Regions from separate parts of the Sus scrofa genome. Here region 2 is linked to region 1. Evidence: chromatin contacts called from public Hi-C data. All regions are on one chromosome and are shown on one strand. The core of a region is the stretch at or near the end of the contact, and the rest is flanking DNA. Distances in the headings are between cores, read along the strand shown. Region 1 holds the start of ARF4 (ADP ribosylation factor 4). Region 2 overlaps SLMAP (sarcolemmal membrane-associated protein).

Region 1 (6,793 bases), core at 1,170-3,669:
TATAAATATATTCATCTTATAAAAATAAATATAGCCACACCCACACATGTTCTCAAATGTATGAACAGTTTTATTAATAAAAGCTCAAAACTTCAAATAACCCAAAAAGGGCCATCAATTGAGGAAAGGATAAAAAAGTGGTATATCCATGCAATGGAATATTACTTGACAATGAAAAGAAAAAAGTATTGGTACATGCTATAACATGGATGAATCTCAAAAGCATTTTACTAGGGGAAAGAGGCCACACATGAAATACAGACTACATACTGTATGATTCCATTTACAAGAAATATTGGAAAGGGCAAATCTATAGAGACAACACATTAGTGGTTGGCCAAGGGCTTGAAGTGAAGGAAGAGGATGACTAAAAAGCAGTATGAGAGAACTTTTTGCAGTAATAGAAATGACTAATATGATTATGGTGTTGCCTACACTGTACATTTGTTAAATTCATAAAACTGTACACTTAAAATTCATGAATTTTATTGCATATCAATTATATCTCAATAAAACAGATTTTTAAAAGTTAGATAAATAGATAAAGCCTTTTTTTCCCTCTTTTTTAATAGCTGCACAGGAGGCATATGGAATTTTTTGGGACAAGGATTAAATCTGAGCCATAGCTGTGGAACTATGCAGTGACCTGAGCTGCTACAGTCAGATTCTTAACCCACTGCACCACAGCAGGAACTCCAAAATAAAGCTGTCTTTTGACTACCACTTCCAAACTAGGTTCCCTCACTCTCTGGGAAGGTGCCCTCCTCCCTCCACATAGGCTAGACAGTTACACCACTATCATTATTACAGACTCTCCTTCAAAGCTCTTGTTCTGCATTTACACACACACACACACACACACACACACACACACACGGAAAATCTACATTTTTACCTTTCCTTACAGTACTTAGTCATTATTTGGCCTTTTTCAGTAAATGTATCTTAGCGATCTTTTCATTAGATTTACAGTTCTACATCATCCTAAACTCCTGAGAATACTGCACAGTATGGAGATACTACAGTTTGTTTATCTATCCCACCATCATTCAACCATATTTGAGAGTCATGGTGTGCCAAGTCCATTGCAAACAACACAGAAAAACAAACTAGAGTTTGGCCCGTTTACCGTTTTCACACAAGGGGGTAAAGGGAAGAGGGTTGTCAACAGTAATATTGAATGCGAAATCCTAACTATGAAGAGTGGTTATGATTTTTTAAAGCCTGAGTAATTTATCTAGTTGGAAGCTCAAGAATGTATTTTCCAACGCAGTTAAACTCTAACCAGATCTAAATGGTTGGTGAGGAGGTCCCACTGTGGCACAATGGGATCTGATCCCTGGCCTGGTAACTCCATATGCCTGCTTAGGCCAGCCAAAAAATTACAAAATAATAATAATAATGATAAAAAAAAAGATAGGGAGCATGACTTAATACTAAACGGCACCAACAGTATAGAAGAAACCCATAGGAGGTGGGGAGGTTGCTCTTTTATACATCTTTTTTTGCAAATTGTATACCTTACTTTGGAAAACATTAAGATCTTTTTTTTTTTTCTTTTTTTTTATTTGGAGGGCTGCACGCACAGCATATGCAACTTCCCAGGCTAGGGGTGGAAATGGGAGCTGCAGCCGCGAGCCTCAGCCACAGCCACAGCAACGAACGCTGCAGCTCATGGCAACGCCAGACCACTGAGCAAGGCCAGGGATCCAACCTACATCCTCATGGATACTACCTGAGCTCGTTACAGCTGAGCCACAATGGGAACTTCTAAGATCATAAATATTTTTGAACTGAGGAGTCTTTCCACTTCCTCAACATAAGGGATAAATCTTCCATGCTTGTTCTAGGAAAGATTAAAAAAAAAAAAAGCAAGCCCTTCAAATTGGCTCCTCTTTAAAAGCTGCAATAGTCTACAAAAAAGTCTCGGAGCTCTCCTCTAGACATAGGATTAGGATTAGGTAGCGTCAGTGGGACCTGGCGGCAGGCTTTTAACAACTTATCTTCTGGGAAAACTGGGCCTGTCTTCACTCCTCCATTAGGGCAAGTGTCTGGTCCCGTGGGTGAAATATGTACCTCCGTGGCACCAGGAAATCTTTAGCGCGTTGCGTAGAAAAAGACGCCCAAAGGGCGAAAAGAACGGAGGCTTACTACCTAACCCACAATGCACAGCTCGCCTTTCCGGAATCAAGGAATACAACTTCCAGGATGCATTTCTCTAAACAGAAACGTCTCTCCTCGAGTCTGATTGGAAGTGACGAAGCGAGGCATTGTGGGATTGTATTTGTCGCCCAGTACACAGTGGCTCACAGGCCTCGCCTAGATCCAGGAGCCACGTCCGGGGGCTGACGCTGGCCAGAGGCGCACGTCAGCGAAGACGGCCAATCCCTTTCGTGCGCAGGCGCAGTGGTTCGGGTAGCACCGGAAGCGCAGGGGGATGGGGCGGCGGTGACGCGATTCTGTCCGCGTTGGAGGGGCCGGGCCGCTGCCGAAGTCGCCGCGGCTGCCGCGTGACGTGGCACAGGCGAAGATTTAACGCCAGAGCCGGAGCTGCCCCGCCAGTCGTCGAGCAGGTCCTTGCCCCGCTAATTTCTGTCCCGGGGCTTCGTCCGACACGCCGGCTAGCGAGCTGTCCCTGCCGCGCTCTTTCTGCCTTAGCTCCTCTTCGCCCTCTGACTTTGCCAGGAGCGTGAAAGGAGAAGGCCCGGGGACGCCCCAAGCCCCTTCTGCTCCTGCCCATTGCAAGTGCCATTACCGCCATGGGCCTCACCATCTCCTCCCTCTTCTCCCGCCTCTTCGGCAAGAAGCAGATGCGCATTTTGATGGGTGAGTTAGGGCCTGAGGGATGAGGCCAGGCCTCGGTGGGGCGGCCGGGTCTCTACGCTCTGGGCGGCCTTGGGGCCTGTTTTTTTCTCCCCGTCTGCTGTAGTGGGGGAGGGGTGGGGGTCGGGAAGAATTCTTAAGGGGGAACAATGGGGCGAAGGATGGGCGGTCGCCCCATCTGTCGGGGAGGCTGGAAAGGGGCCGCGGGCAAGGTTTCCTCCTGGGTTTAGTTTTCTCTCGATCCTACTGAAAGCCCGACGGAATTGGGCGGAGATGTGAGGTTAGCGAACTGTCGAATCTCGCAGAGCCCGGAAGATATTGGCGCGGCCCATTCTGAGAATGCGATCTGATTCTGCTCTTCCCCGGGTGTGGGCAGCAGTTTAGCCTTCCTCCTCCCTCTTTCTGCCCCGTGTACACACTTTTCACCCTCCTTTGGTATGTGAGCGAGCGGTCGCCCGGAGCCGGCCGGTGCAGGAAGTGACCAGCCCCAGTACAGTGGCAGGCGAGCGAACACCCAAGGTTTTAGTAGAGTCCGGAGTCCTCTGCGCTCTCTTCGCTAAACTTTGCTTCGCTCTGGATTCTGCTTCACGTTTTTTTGTTTTTGTTTTTGTTTTTTGTTTTTTTCCTATTAATGTTCCTGAAAATTGAGTTTATCATGAATGTTTCTTTTAGCCACGCTCTTTGGTTTACTCTCTTTGATTTTCAGACCACGTAATTTTTGTCCAGCTGGTGAAGATTTAATGGAAAATAAATTAGAAACTAAATTCTTTTAAAGTGCTAACACATTTTCAGTAAGTGAACATAATGACGCTTAATTTTAGGGTCGCCTTGTTAAAGAGTAATTACGAAGGTGTTTTAAAAAATTCTTAGGGAAAACGGGCTTTTTAAAAATTGCTTTTTAGGGTCCGATTTTTGCTCTGCTGAGGGAGAAGGGACTTGTTAGTCGAGTGATGTAAGCAACGTCTTCCCCATAGTACTATGAGTAGTCTCTACATCACCGCTAAGCTTTTTGCACCTGAATAATGCTATAAGGCGCCCCTCTAACTTGTAACATTGAAATCTGTTGGTTTATTAGATTGTTTTCTAGAGAAGTTGGGAGGTTTTACTTGAAAGTTTTCCAAAGCAAAATTCCGTAATATTTCAAGGTATTTGAAGATTGAGGGTATGCACATTTGGTTCTTTTTTCACTTTCCTCTTATTCCTGCTTCAAAATCCATAAAACAAATGTTGATGATTCACTCACAAAGATTAATTCAAAATGTTTACTCTCTCATAGTTTGTCAGACTTCATTTATGAAAATGACAATTATTTTAGGAATGCAAGCATATTATTTAAGCTTTAAAAGTAATTGAAAATTGACAGTTTAAAAAAGGCTCTGAAGTCAGTGGGAGAACTTTGAACTGTGATAAATGAATTTCCAGCCTGTTCTGTTCGTGGAGTTGTAGTGCGTTGTATTTGAAATGTAGTATGTAATATTTTACTTAAGATTTATTGTAAATAAATTGCTGTTTTTCATTGTCTTAGTCTTTTGTGATGGCTGCAAGTTTCAGAGGGAGAAGAAAGGTAGAATAATGCTATAAACATTTTCCTATGTTTACTATATTAGGGGAGCATTTCTCCCCCTTACCCCCAGAAATAATGATTGAAAGAAAATGGAACAAGGAAAGTATTTAATTTTGTGCATTTGTGCAGGGAATAGAAATTATGATTTGAAATTATTCGTTCATATTAAATGTTATATTACTCAGGTTTGCCATTCTTGTTTTGCACTTGAATTTGGGATAATTAGATTTCCTTGATTAAAAATGTAATAGTCACAAGGTCAACTTTTATGAACTCATCAAGTGCGGTATAACTGAATGGGGGATATGTATATGGATAGTGAAATAAGTGACTTGGAAGTTTGATAATTCTTAGATTTTTGTATCTAGCTTTACAAATGATGGCATGAATAATTGATCACTCTTAATGTGTCTGCCCCATCCAAATATTGGAATTACCAATTAATGACTTTTTTCCATATTAATCTTCTTTGGCAGGCATGTAGTCTTCCTTTTTCTTTCTATGGTTTATGTAAACTTCATACCTTCTTGAGTCTGTGGCATTTTCAGGTTTTACCATTTTAAAGTGTTCTTGAAAGACAGCAGTTAGTTAATGTCTGATTTGCAAAATTACTGTGAATAAGCTTTAAATTTTATTCGTACACATGCTGTCTCCCAAATCTAAGTATTTTAAAAAGGTGTTTGAAGTTGCAGCTTATAGTAAACTAATTAAAAAATTAAAAGTTGATAACCATCGAGTCTAAAATTATTTAAGCTATAGATTGATAGAAATTGTGTAGGTTTTTTTTTTTTTTCCCCTCCTTTTTTCTTTTTGGGGCCGCACCTGTGGCATATGGAGGTTCCCAGGCCTAGGGGTCGAATTGGAGCTGTAGCTGCTGGCCACAGCCACAGCAGCTCTGACCCAAGCCACCTCTGTGACCTACACCACAGCTCACGCTGGATTCCAATCCACTGATCAAGGCTAGGGAAGGAACCCGAAACCTCATAGTTACTAGTTGGATTCATCTCCGCTGTGCCAAAATGGGAACTCCTGTAGGTTTTTGAAAAAGAAGAAATCACTCATGTGAGTGATACTATTGAACCTAAATTGTAAGACAGCTGGTTTCCACCTTAGATTTCTCATGTAGCCCTTCATGGTCCTGTTTTAAGTCTAATCTCCATATTTTGACTATGATAAGATGTAATTTTAGTAAATGACTCCCCAGATTTTGTTTATTTTTGAAAACAGTATGTTCTGTAGAGGAATTACTCATTCTCTCTTTGAACTTGCAGGTTTGCTTGTTGAAAAGCTTAAAAAGTATTGCTTTCTAAAAGATTGCTAATACCAGTGTAGTTTTGTGTTGTTTTACATGTGACTGTGGCTTTTTGGGACCAGAGAGGTTCAGGAGGAAGGATCCTTCGCCAATTTGAAAAAAAAATTAACTGTGTGTGTGTGTCTGTTTTTTTTTTTTTTGTTTTTGTTTTTGTTTTGGTCTTTTTGTTTTTACGGCTGCCCTGGCGGCATGTGGAGGGTTCCAGGCTAGGGGTCAAATCAGAGCTGTTGCTGCTGGCCTACACCATAGTCACAGCAACACTGATCTGAGCCGCATGTTTGACTTCCACCACAGCTCATGGCAATGCCAGATCCTTAACCCACTGAGCAAGGCCAGGGATTGAACCCGTCCTCATGGATACTAACCGGGTTCATTAACCCACTGACCCACGACGGGAACTCCAAATTCACAATATTTTAAAGTGAGTAGTGTTTCATACTCTTTCCCTAGCATATTTTATAAATGCACATATTACGTATTTTAAATTTTTGGCCTTGATTCTAAACATAATATGTCCTTTCTGTTAAATTTAGAAAACATGAAAAAGAATAGAGTGATAATTACTTACAATTCCACCATTCCACTATTAATATTTGTTATATTTACTCTCAGCCTTTAAGAGGAGGTTTTTGTTTCTCCAAAAGTTGTCCTCGTGATATATAGCTTTGTGTTCTTTTCGATTTGCTTTATTGTGACCATTTTCTCAGGTCATTAATTGAAAACATAATCGCCAGCCTTTTTTAAAAAGGGGAGGGGGTTTTTCTGATTAGTTATGTGATAGAGGGAAACAATAGACAAAGCAAAAATCCCTAGCTTCATGCCATTGGAAGTTGGTACAGCCACTCTTTTAAGTGTGCACTCTAGCATTATTATGAAGTAAGACTAACAAAGACTGATAATTTGCTACTAATTAACACATTGATCAAAGTGCAGATATTCCTGATCTTTTGGGTAAAAGCAAAACCCAATGTCATTATAATTTTGCTATATACCTAGTAGTGTCTTTTAAGTTTTGTTGGTCAAACCTCTGAGAAATTAGCTAAAATATAAGGATACTGTGTGTCTACCAGAAAAACCTATGGGCAGATTATTTG
Region 2 (6,793 bases), core at 1,192-3,691, 260 kb before region 1:
ATAATTATGAACAGTAAGCTCTGTATCAACGAGTTTTCACTATCAAAATAAAAAAGTGAAATTTATACAGCTATAATATTTGGAACATTGAAAGTACTTTAAAAATTTATCCAAGATTCAAGGAAGTGATTTCCTTTCTACTCCAAACACAAACTGACATCTCCACCCACACTAACCTTTGTATTTAAACTGCTTCATAGGTAACAAAAATATCTGCAAATTTATAAACATCTGGTTAAAACTCACCCGTAGTGTCGTCACTACTTTTCTCCTTGCTTGGACTCAAAGTATCTGATAAATCAGATTCCTTTGCTCTTGCCTGGTTTTCTAATTAGGAAAAAGATAAAAGCAGAATCTCATTACAATTGAAATCGCTTATATCAATAAAAGTGCTTTAGGCTGTGTGTGCTCTAAATCTACTGCTATGCAAAATACTTTTAAAATTAACTGAGGTCACTGAATCTCTTACTTCTTTACCATTCCAGTCCAAAATGGAATGATGGTTGTTACATGAAGCTCACATAAAATTATAATGTGGATCATGACTCCTGTGCAGAGGGGTGGGGCTTTTGTTCAAGACTGTCCACTGGCCAACTGGGAACAAAAATGAAGCAAGCTATGCTAAAGTACTCAGACAACTGCAACAAATACTGTAAAATGGCCAGGACAATGTGGGCATTGTATGAAAACAATGAAAGGAAATGATTCTATTATATAAAAACACCAGTTAGGTTGCCTTAGTAATATTCACATTCATAATAAAAACTCTTTTAAAATTCACCATTATTTTCTATCAAAGTAACATTTAAAACAAGAAAATTAACAGCCATTTATATCTAAAGAAAATACAACTGTACCTGAACCACAAGAGAAAACCTCAAAATAAAGTTTTGAAGTTATTTATTTGTAAATGGTGTGCCGCCTGATCCGATGAAGATATCCTAAGCCTGACTTTCAATGAACTGCTCTCAAAAATCCTAAATACAAGGCTAACAATTTATTAAAGATGACTGGCAGTTAATTAGAGTCAGGCCGTAAATCCTCATCTGCAATGGTACATCTGTATATACTATGCCATGCATTAAGACAGCACTTAAAGAGATGGTCACTCCTCTGGCCATTGTCCTCTAGCATCTCCCCATTCTCCTTAAGACCTTGGCCATCACAAGGCCTCAGCCAAGCTTTATACCTTGGAGTTTAGCCATAACCTGGCCCTGCATTACTTCTCTCATGAGCTCTGCTTCAGTCTGGTCAGCCTCTTTACAGCTCTGAGGCATTCCAGCTCATCATGGCCTGCAACTCTTTGCTTGAGTTACTATTTCCCTGAATTCAAGGACATTCTCTCTACTTAGCCTATTCATTCTGTAAGATACTGTCTAAGTCCTATTACCTCTAAGGAAGTCTTCATTTCTCCAGCATTTTGCTCCTTACTATATCTTCTTGGGACTTTTTTTTTGCAATTAATCATGTTTTATTTTATATCATTCTCTGTGTGTACATATATCTAGTTTCCTTAGTGAGATTATAAATGCACTAAGCGTATGATTATTTTTATAATGTTATGAACCTGACTATGCTGTTTGTGGTAATCCATATCAAAAATTAAATGTGCATATCCACTTCTTGTACTTTTCCTAAGGAAATAATAAGGCAATATATAGTATAGCATATATACATAAGGATGGTCAAGATATATTTACTACTATTAAGTAAAAATAAAGTCTGTTAAACTGTATGACTTCCGTTTAGATTGAAAATAGCTACACATCTCGCTATGATTTTTTTTTTTAAGGGCTGACCTGCGGCCTGTGAAAGTTCCTAGGCTAGGGATCGAATCGGAGCTGCAACTGCTGGCCAGAGCCACAGCAACGCCAGATCCAAGCTGCATCTGTGACCTACACCACAGCTCACGGCAATTCCAGATCCTTAACCCACTGAGTGGGGCTAAGGATTGAACCTGCGTTCTCATGGATGCTAGTCAGGTTCATTACTGCTAAGCTACAATGGGAACTCCTAGCTATGAATTTTTTACTGTATACCTTTATTCAAATCTAGAAGGATCCTACAATAGATATGCCAATTACCATTTCTGGAAGTAGGGGTACACATTTATTTTCTAACTTCACAGAGTTAAACATTGAAAAATTAGAGTGAACATACACTGTTTTCATAATCAACTAAATCAAGAGATATTTGCCATTTTGAAAGTAATCAGAAACATGTGTAAATCATCACTGTCAAAACATTTGATACAACATTAAAATATAACTTATTACTGTTATTCCATATAAGAATACCCTAGAATTTGTGGCTTAACTTGTGAAATGAGTGATGAACACAAGAAGCCTTTTGCTTCTTTTCTCACTGCCATTTCTAGTCTAAGGCCAACTGCTCAGAGACAGGGAGCTTAGATTAGAACTGAAGTCACTGACCACTGAGACCCATGGGAATCTAATTTGTGACCTCTGGTGCACTCATAGTGTGTTACAGTCTGACAGTTCTGAATGTACTAGTTTTGATTACCAAGTTACAGTCTCAAATAAGGCAGATTAATGCATCTTATCTATATGTAGATAGAACAGAAACTGCTCTGTGGGAACAAAAAGGAAAAGACAAAAATGACTCGTTTCTAATTTTAATATCCTTGGCAATTTTATGATAAAAATATTGAGGTAAACCAAGAGGAATGTATTTTCAAAAGTATTCTCAGGCTTAGAAGGAACTTTTATCATATTTAGAGTAGTAGCCAAGAAGGTAAAATTGTCTTAAGGTGGGACCAAATCCTTCATTAAGATCTTAGAAGAATATACGTTCCATGAGGGCAGTAATTTTTGTCTATTTTGTTAACTGCTATACCCGCATTTCATATATACAGTAGGTGCTCCAAAAAGAGGATTAGTAAAGACAGTTCTACTTTGAGTAAGAAGGCAAATTTTTAGCAAGTCATGTCATGTCCATCATTGTGTCCTAATACTCTGCCTTATGGAGGCAAACCAAATCTACTCAATATGAAAACAAAGGACACAACAAATGAGTGCTAGAGTCTACTTTTCAAGATACTTACTCTTCAGCTTTGAAGCAGCACCCAACTCTCCAGTCTTAAAAAAGTCATTACTAGTTGATTTTTTTTCTGCAGTACTTAATAAATATATATACCAACAGTATAAATAAATAAATGGAAGAATAGCTACCAACATCAATACCAAAACTATTCCCAAACTGAGAAGTCTACAATAAAGTGATGATCTTCACCATATCCTCAAGCAGACATAATGCTGGATGGAAAAAACAAACATCTGGCCTTAGATTACTTCCTACAACCCTGGAACCATTACTTGCAAAGAAAGCAATGTTAAGGATCAGTTGGGGGTGGGGGGAGAACTAACAACTCTTGGACAACAGAATAGTGTTTCCTGCATTGTAAGTAGTATTTCATTAAATTCCTACAACATCCTATAAGTTAAATACTGTCAATCCCATTCTACAAATGAGGAAACTGAGGTTTAAAGAGCTAAGTAAATTGTCTGAGGGCACAAAGCTAGCTACTGGTAGAACCTGGAATTGTAAGCTGCTATTGACCTACTCCATATTCTTTCTACTTCCACCCCTGAATCTATTGTAAACATATAATGACTGCAAGTCATTAGGGCTTGAAGAAAAAGCTTATGCAACTTATGATTACATTTTACATTAGCTAAAATATCTGGAGGAAATACTACTAAAATTCATACTAGTTGGTAATTGGCAATTTCTAACAACTGGTATTTTCAAGGTAGAAAATCCCATTATAGGAGTTCCCGTCGTGGAGCAGTGGTTAGTGAATCTGACTAGGAACCGTGAGGTTGCGGGTTCAATCCCTGGCCTTGCTCAGTGGGTTAAGGATCAGGTATTGTCGTGAGCTGTGGTGTAGGTTGCAGACTCGGCTCAGATCCTGTGTTGCTGTGGCTCTGGCGCAGGCCGGCGGCTACAGCTCCAATTCGCCCCCAAGCCTGGGAACCTCCATATGCTGCGGGAGCAGCCCAAGAAATGGCAAAAAGATTAAAAAAAAAAAAAAAAAGAAAAAAAAAAGAAAAAGAAAATCCCATTACAAAATCTCCAACAAAAGCAAAAAAAAAAAAAAAAAAATCCAGTAAAGCCCAAAAGAAAATACTTTATAGCCAGATCGAAAGAATTTAAAATGTAACCTATTTTGGCTATCTAATTTGTTACAAGGACTAGCGTACCTCTGCATGCTAACTGTGAGAAATACCAGTAAAATGTTAACTAACTGCTGATAGACAAATCTCTGGGTATGTAAAACTTATATCTGTGTTTTCATGAATAAGGGATGTATTCTATTCACTTTCACGGACTTACTTGCTATAATTTATTAAATAAATGCCCTTATTATTGGATGCTTGTTTTCTTTTTAAAAAAACCACTGAAATAAATGCCCTTGTACATTTGTCCAATTTGTTCCTTAAGATAACAACTCAGAAGTGAAACTGCTAGGTCAAAAAGCATGTACTTTAACCTTTCAGTATTTACTTTACAGCCAGATTTCAAAAGGAAATCATAAAATTTTCTTTTTTAATAATGATTTCAAGGAAATATATTCTAATTCAGAATGAGTTAAATAGAAGCTCTAAGGTAGCAAGACACTTTTCTTTAACTAAAAGAAGCACTGGTTTTTTTCTAAGACTCTATTTGCACATCAAAGTGTTGGCTATTACTAAACCAACTAATCTTAATAGGTATTAGGTGGTGAAGTAAAAGCTATTTTAAAATCTGTTCTCATCTCACTTTAATAAGATGAAATAAATTGCCGTATGTACTAAAAATAGTTCACTGTTCTGAAATTCAATGCCTGTTTGCCAGAACAATATTAGTGATGCATATTTTGTGCATTCTTTCTCCAAATATGGCATCTGCCGTGCACAAAACTCCAAATGGAAGCCACCAGATAGTTGAAATAACACTATCCTTTTAAAAGTTTTTAAAAGCCAAATGGATCCAGTTACCTTCATAAAACAGAATGTAATGAAGACAAGTATTGCGAACTTTTATCACTCATTGTTTTAACTAACCAAAATGTGAATTTAGTTTTAAATTTCAAACTGGCATGTTCTTCTGATGAAAGTCTTATAATGATAATGAACATATGTCACTAAATTTATTTGCCTGATTTCCCCGTACATAAAAGTGATTTGACAATATGTTGCTTTAAAACTCACTTTTCTTCTCTGACAGTCATAACAGAAAAGAATTAACAAAATAAATCACTTCAGACAATTACAGGACTATTCATTATAAAATATAAGAAGGTTTTATATAATCACTTTTGTTTAAATAAAAAATTGAGATGTTAACAATTAAGATAACATTAAAAAATGTCATTAGGAATATTAAAGCAGAATAACCACAAAAATAGAACTGCAAGCATTTTCCACCTGTTTCAAAAAAAACTTACATTGAATTTGATTAAAAATTTGAGATAAAAGCTGAAAATAATGCTGGAAGTAAGACAGAGATCGCAACAAATCTTTAATACTCAAAGAAACCTATTCCAAGCATTACAACACACACACACACACACACACACACACACACACACACACACTCACTCCCATTTAAAAAGAAACTTTCTGATGAATACATCCTTCTTAAAAGAGATTTCTGTTTTATATTATTATCTGATACTGTTATTGGATTGCCATTTTGTAAGCTATAAGAAATAAATTCATGTTAAAATACATGACCTTGTACACTAGCCTTCATTATCCAAAAAAGTTGTCAAACCCACCAAAAAATCCCACAGAAAACGAACCTTTTGAAAGCTTTGTTTCTTCTACCACTTTGGTTAGATGCCCCTCGACGATCAGCTTCTCTGCCAAAGAAAATAAACGTTACTATCCAAGCCCAAACTGAGGAGCAAGCATTTCCCCGAGCGGGGCAGTACAACACATTCCATGACCAAATTTAAAGATGATAACATTACTCCCATGACTAGGCGTGAACAAAAACTTGAACCTAGAAGGGGAACTAAGGGAACTTGAGCTATGATAGAATAATCAGGTCAATGCAGAAATCTGAGGATAAGGGAAAATTTGCCTTCAGTTTTCATTATTTTTCATCTTATTTTAAAAGTCTAGAACTTTTAAAAAAGAACTCAGAACAAACAAAGCAATCCCCTTTAAATCAAGATATTTAGTTGAAACAAACGAATTCTGAGAAGGTATTTAATTTAGATAAAGAAATAATATAGGAGTTTCCATTGTGGCTCAGTGGTAACAAAGCTGACTAGCATCCATGAGGATGCAGGTTTGACCCATGGCCTCGCTCAGTGGATTAAGGATCTGGCGTTTCAGTGAGCTGTGATGTAGGTCACAGGTGTGGCTTGGATTCCAAGTCGCTGTAGCTGTGGTGGAGGCTGACAGTTATAGCTTCAATTCGACCCCTAGCCTGAGAACTTCCATATGCCATGGGTGAGGTCCTAAAGAGACAAAAAGAAAAAAAAAAGGAAATAATGTTATACCAACAGTTTATTTTTCTCTTTTGATACAATTTAGGAGGGATGCCTGTATGACATGTTTAAGTAAAATGAATCCGTTCAGAAGAGCTAATTATTTAAAGAAACTAAAATTAAAACAAAATTTTATGGGGGATCCTTTGCAAATGTATAATGCAGCTTCTTTATAGTTTATTTAAAGTTGGATTTTTATATTCTGCCTTTCACTCAGGAGGATAATATATCTATTTCACTTAATTGATCCTGTATGTCGGTTGGTTTCCTTCAGTTTACACTTTTACAATA

What was found. A called contact is a pair of places that touch in the nucleus more often than the background predicts.
Region 2: a Hi-C map of skeletal muscle shows a contact between it and region 1, with 4 times the contacts expected there. The contact joins the enhancer-like site here to the promoter of ARF4 in region 1. A contact is called at or near these places in 2 of 47 Hi-C or Micro-C datasets (heart right ventricle and skeletal muscle) and 2 of 2 datasets of contacts at active chromatin or transcription factors (alveolar macrophages and skeletal muscle).

What each region holds. Positions count from the first base shown.
Region 1 is chr13:39,425,803-39,432,595 of Sscrofa11.1, reverse strand. ARF4 (ADP ribosylation factor 4) reads left to right here and starts at 2,419. Exons shown (of 6, transcript NM_001048072.2): 1 at 2,419-2,826. The coding sequence starts at 2,760.
Region 2 is chr13:39,684,614-39,691,406 of Sscrofa11.1, reverse strand. SLMAP (sarcolemmal membrane-associated protein) reads right to left here. Exons shown (of 21, transcript XM_021069059.1): 12 at 5,807-5,866; 13 at 247-327. Among named protein-coding and RNA genes, the nearest start is that of FLNB, 100 kb to the left of the region's middle. Within about 2 kb of position 2,441, at least 9 of the 83 cell types and tissues checked have an H3K27ac peak or open chromatin away from gene starts, as enhancers often do. A contact at or near this core is called in skeletal muscle, where this site is marked.